Regions from separate parts of the Capra hircus genome. Here region 2 is linked to region 1. Evidence: chromatin contacts called from public Hi-C data. All regions are on one chromosome and are shown on one strand. Each heading gives the region's core, a stretch centred on a gene start, on an enhancer-like site or on the middle of the called end of the contact. The rest is flanking DNA. Distances are from core to core; before and after follow the strand shown. Region 1 has its middle 54 kb from the start of TRPM1. Region 2 has its middle 86 kb from the start of KLF13.

Evidence for each region. A called contact is a pair of places that touch in the nucleus more often than the background predicts.
Region 2: a contact with region 1 is called in a Hi-C map of blood, with 2.0 times the contacts expected there. The contact joins two enhancer-like sites. A contact is called at or near these places in 3 of 5 Hi-C or Micro-C datasets (all in blood).

What each region holds. Positions count from the first base shown.
Region 1 is chr21:27,170,491-27,173,199 of ARS1.2, forward strand. No RefSeq gene overlaps it. Among named protein-coding and RNA genes, the nearest start is that of TRPM1, 54 kb to the left of the region's middle. Within about 2 kb of position 1,276, at least 2 of the 5 cell types and tissues checked have an H3K27ac peak or open chromatin away from gene starts, as enhancers often do.
Region 2 is chr21:27,340,553-27,343,252 of ARS1.2, forward strand. No RefSeq gene overlaps it. Among named protein-coding and RNA genes, the nearest start is that of KLF13, 86 kb to the left of the region's middle. Within about 2 kb of position 1,284, at least 2 of the 5 cell types and tissues checked have an H3K27ac peak or open chromatin away from gene starts, as enhancers often do.

The DNA.
Region 1 (2,709 bases), core at 26-2,525:
GCCCGGCAGTAAACAGACATGAAAGGAGGGTTACTTCATGAAGAAAAAAAAAAAAGCCCCTTCCAAGTTTTATTAACCAGTGTCTGTTCCCCTGAGAACTGCAGAGCCTCAGAACTCAGCGGGAGTTGATGGGAAGGAAGATCCTCAACGATGATAACCTGCCTGTGACCAAAGCTTCAAATAAAAACAAAACTAAACTGAATCCAAATCTGTTTCCTAACTGAGTGGGCAGGGCCCACCCTGGCTTTTCCTGAACGCTGTTTACCAAGAGATCCACAGGGCTCCACAGATGATTTGTCTGAAGGTGGTACAGTGGTAAAGAACCTGCCTGACAATGCAGCAGACAGAGGTTCCATCCCTGGGTCTGGAAGATGCCCTGGAGAAGGAAATAGCATCCCACTCCAGGATTCTTGCCTGGAGAATCCCATGGACAGAGGAACCTGGCGGGCTATAGTCCTTGGGGTTGAAGAGAGTTTGACATGACTGAGGACGCCAGGCAGTCTTTCAAACCTGGAGCCCTGTGAGGGCAGGGGGGTGGGGGGTGGGTGTGGAGTCAGGGTGGATGGACTCTGGCAGCCTCTGACTTGAGCAGGCCTCCTGCTTCCTATATGAGAAGTTCATCTTGCTGGGGTTCACAGACACCAGCCTCCCTGACAGGCCAGCGCTCAGCCTGGTCACTGACAGATGCAAATTGTGGATCCCAGGAACCAGGGCAAGAAGCAGTATTCTGGCTAGAGGGTTTGGAATGGTTCTGGGCTAAGGTGACCCACTGGTCAGGTGAACAAGGGGTAGGGCTTTCCAGGATCAGGCTTAAGTCCAGGAGGAATCCAAGGCCTAGGCTGGAGAGAGCTCAGAATGAGTGTACTAGGAGGTGGTAGAGCTGCGATGCCCACCCGAGAAGTCCCAGGGCCGTACAGGAGGCAGCGAGGCCCAGGGTGGGCTGATGCTTGGGAGGCCAGGTCATCTCCATGGTCCCATAGCTGGTCCCTGCCGCAGGCCAGAGACCTGGATCTGCAACGGGACTTCGGGATGCTGGGCTAGGGTGCGGCTGGACAGCGCTGAGCCGGGCTACAGGCGGGAGCACCGCCCGGGATAGAGGCGAGAGGGCCGCTTCGGGGCTTCCCCACAGAGCAGACCCAGGGCCCCGCACATCTGGGCAGAAGGGCTGGGGTCTGGGGGAGTCAGACAGACGCTCACAAGGGCGTGCTCCAGGGCTGGGCTCCAGCCTGCGCAGTCCGGGGGCTGACACTAGGGGGCAGCGTGGGGTAGCGGGAACCAAGTCCTGGAGGGGAGACCCTCCGACCCGCCAGATGAAATGCAGGCACGCTGGGCGCAGCGGCCTGGGCATCACGGAGGGAAGCAGCCTCCCGCGGGCCAGGGGGCGAGGAGGGGCCAGCGGGCCCGCATCCTCGGCTATGCAAGCGGCCGCCTGCGGCTCCCGCCCCGGCAGAGGTCCCGGGTCCCCCGTCTGCTCCCAAACACAGGCGCAGCGGCTCCGCGTTGACCCACTTTCCCTCCAGCCGCGGAGCCGGGGGCGGGGAATCCACGCGGCCGCAGAGCAGGTGCGAGCACAGGGCGGGGCCCAGCCCGAGGCCACCCAGCCCGCCCGCCTCTGCTTGGGGGCAGGGCGCGGGGTGGACAGGAGATGGGGGAGGATAAAAGATAAAGGCGAAGGAGGGTCGGGGAGAGGAGAGGCAAGAGGGTTGGGAGGGACAAGAAAGGGGAGAAGAAGCAAGGGGACAGGAGCGGGGAGTGGGGAGGAGAAGAAAGCAACCTGAAGGGAAATGAGAGGGAGGGAGGGTTGGGAAGGGCAGGAGGGGGAAGGGAGGAGCGGGAGGAAGATGGAGGTCGCAGGCTGCACCCCTGCCTCTTCCCCGGGGCCCTAGGCTAGCCCTGCAGGGAACTATGAAATGAATGAACGGTGTACCTAGGTCTAAGGGGTGCAGGGTACAGGCTGTACCACCCTCCTCGTGCCTTGACCCCCGTCCCCTGCCTGGGGTCAGCCAGCTCCTGTCTCAAACAGTGCCTTACACCGCTCCTCCCACTAAGCTGGGACCCTGGACCTTCAGGAAGGCTGTGTATTTTCTGATGAGGTCACTGTCCACTCACTGACTGTGTCCACTGGGGGGACTTGAGCCCTGGGACGTGGTGGATCGAAGAGCGGGGCAGAAAGGAGAGTGGCGATGATGAATATCATGGCCTGGCTCTGTGCAGTGCCCCTTCTCCAGAGTCCACCCCCCAGCTCCACCCCACCCACCCACATCCCATTCCTGAGTGCCTCTCAGGGACCTGGAGAGGCCTCAGGTCCCAGAGCTCTGCCTGCGTTGTCCTGTTACATCCATTTGAGTATTTGCCATCTGTATACTTGCCTACCTACAGGAGTTAGTACTTTTTAGAGGAAATTGAAAGGATTTATCCATTGACCATAGCCCAATAGACACCATATTTGTTAGGGGAAGCACACTGACTGAAACCGCCCACCCTGGTCAGGACCTTTAGTAACCATTTGCATGAGCTGTTTTATGACAGGAGATCCTGATAAGGAATATGGAACTAATAAGCCACCACCAACCAGAAGAGTTCGGGAAAGGTCGAAAGGAGACACTGGCTGTCTGTCCACTTCCCAGAATCCCTCTTGCTAGCATCCATCTTGGCTGAGCGATGCGTGCACCACCAGGAAAGACTCTGAATTAGAATGATTGGCCAAAG
Region 2 (2,700 bases), core at 34-2,533, 170 kb after region 1:
ACTTACAGTGCAGGGGGCTCAGGCTCCATCCCTGGTCAGGGAGCTAAGATTCCACAAGCCCAGATGGCCAATTTCTTTTCTTTTTTCTTTTTTTAAAGAAAGAAATGCAGAGATCTCAGGCTGCCACACACCTAAGTCACAATCTGCTTTAAAGATTCCAGGGGACTTGTGTGTATCTTACAGTTCCAGAGGCCTTCAACCTGAGAGGTAGGCTGTCTGGAGATGCCCATTCTGCAGTCGCTGGCAGTTCTGATGATGTGTGAATGTCACTGTTGAGTTGAGGGTGTGGGAGGAGGTTTTGCTTATGAGATGGAACCAGTGCTCCTAAAGGGGCTAGTGGACATCCAAGCGCCCTCTCCTCAAGGGGCGCGGGGAGAGGGATGGGGGCACAGGTGGGAGGCCAGGGCAGAGCCGCCACCCGCATCCCAGGGAGGCAAATTCGCTTCAAAACCCTGAGTGGGCCCGATGGCACTCAGGTGACCGCTCCATGGAAGAGGCCAGTTGGCAAGGTTAGGGGGGAAAAGCCCCTCCCCCAAAGCATGTAAAATATACCCATCAAAAAGCAAAGGGCTGTAAATGTCTTTATTTCTCTCCCCATTCAATGGCTGTTGAGTTCCCACAGGCACGAGGCAGACACCAGCTAGCACACCACTTTCCGCAGCATAACTTGTGTCCTATCTGTGTACTTACTACCTGGGTGGCTGGCGTCAGTGCAGGTTCCGGCACCACGAGGACCTTGTGACCAAACGCATACAGAGCACGGACGGAGGATCGCTGGCCTCCGGGTGGACCAGACCGCAAAGGAGACACTGACCGCGTGGAGAGGACAGCCGGGCAGGCGGGGCCGCGGCGCGCGCTCAGGATCTAGGCCGCAGGCTCCTTGCGCCGCCGCCGCCGCTCCCCGCAGTAGCAGCGTGAGCTGCAGCGCTGGATCTCGGGCGCCAGTAGTTCTCGCCCTGGCAGCGCCGCTGCGCCGGCCCTGCACCCCAGCTGCCCTAACAGTTCAAGTGCGCGGCCCGCGCGTTGCCATTGGCTAACGCCAGGCCTCCCTGCGCCGGGCCAAAGTCCTCAGTGTAGCTCTGCGACTTGGATTCTTCCGCCCCCGCCACCCCCGCCCGGGTGCCTGGCTGCAAGCGGTTCTGCTGCCAATACATGGCGCACAGCCACAGCGCTCCCACCGCCTGCACCTGAGGGACGCTCTGTCTCCCCGGCGCCCAGAGGCTGCAAAGGAGGCCTGGACGTAGCCGCCCGAATGCCCCCCGCCGGTACGAGGCTCGCGCACTCGAGCTTGAGCACCGGCGCGAGCCCTCGGCCTCTGGCCTACCTGGCGGCCGCTTGATCTTGGAGGCAGCGAGGGAGGCTTCGCGGCGCCGCTGCTCCTGAAGCGCTCCTGCCCGCGGATCAGGTAGTAGCCGATCACCTCTTCCTGGAACTGGTGCCGGTGGCTGGTGAGCAGCAGGCCCGCGAAGATGAACCTTTGCTCGCCCTGCACGGCGGCGCGCAGGATGCTGAGCTCAGCTTCACGTCCATGCTGTACTTCCAGCTGTCGCCTGGGGCCTGCCGCCTTGTACGTGGGCGACGGCGCGGTCTTCTCTAAGGACACCCACGACCACGTCACGATATAGCCCAGGATCTGGACTCTGGGGCCACACTGCCACCGACTGACACTTGTGCAATCAATAACACAGGGACCTGCCTTGGGAGCCTGTGAAGATGAGATACACGAAAATGCTGAAGGAGAAAAGCGCCCCGGGGAAGTGCCAACCTGTCCTGGGTACTGACTGTGTGCCAGTCATGCCCCTCACTTGCTTTCCTCTTGAAACTTAAAAAGTACTGGTTACGGGACTTCTCTGGTGGTCCAGTGGCTAAAACTCCGAGCTCCCAGTGTAGGGGTCCCAAGTTGGATCCCTGGACAGGGAGCTAGATCTCGCCTGCTGCTACTAAGATTCGGTGCAGTCAGTCAGTTCAGTCGCTCAGTCGTGTCCGACTCTTTGTGACCCCGGGGACTGAAGCACCGTCAGGTTTCCCTGTCCATCACAGACTCCGGGAGCTTGCTCACACTCATGTCCATAGAGTCGGTGATGCCTTCCAACCATCTCATCATCTCATTTATATTTGACACGGTGCAGCCAAATATAAATAAACATTTTTTAAAACATTGGGTAGGAGAGCAATTATTTGTAAGCTGCTTCTTCTTTTTTTAAAGCAAATCCTTTTTCCTGGGGCTTTACTATTGAGATCGCCCGCGGGAATCAGTCAGATACTTTGAGCAACCGGAGGCATATCGAACATGGGTCCTCCCTGAGGGTAGGGGGGTGGAGTTGCAGGGGGTGGAAGGCACCTTTCTCACTGCCTTCCCCTCCCGGGAGGAGGAGAAGAGAAGGAGGTGTGCCCAAGAATTACTCCCTCGGTTCCCAGCTTTTCCCAAGGACCCACACAGTGTTATAATTAATTCCCCTCCGTGGCAGCATATCGTGTTCCAATCTCGGCAGAGAGAGTTTTGGTTGTGACTTGCCTACGGTTTGTTTTCTGCACAGGCGTGTTTATGCCTCTCCTTCTGGAGAAACTAAGGGGACAAAAACTCCCCTAGCCAGAGCGCGCGCCTACGTCCCGACCCGCCGCACACAAGCGCACAGGCACGCGTTCCAGACGGAGCCCGGGTGGCGGCGACCGAGGGCAGGCCTGGGAACCCCCACGTGG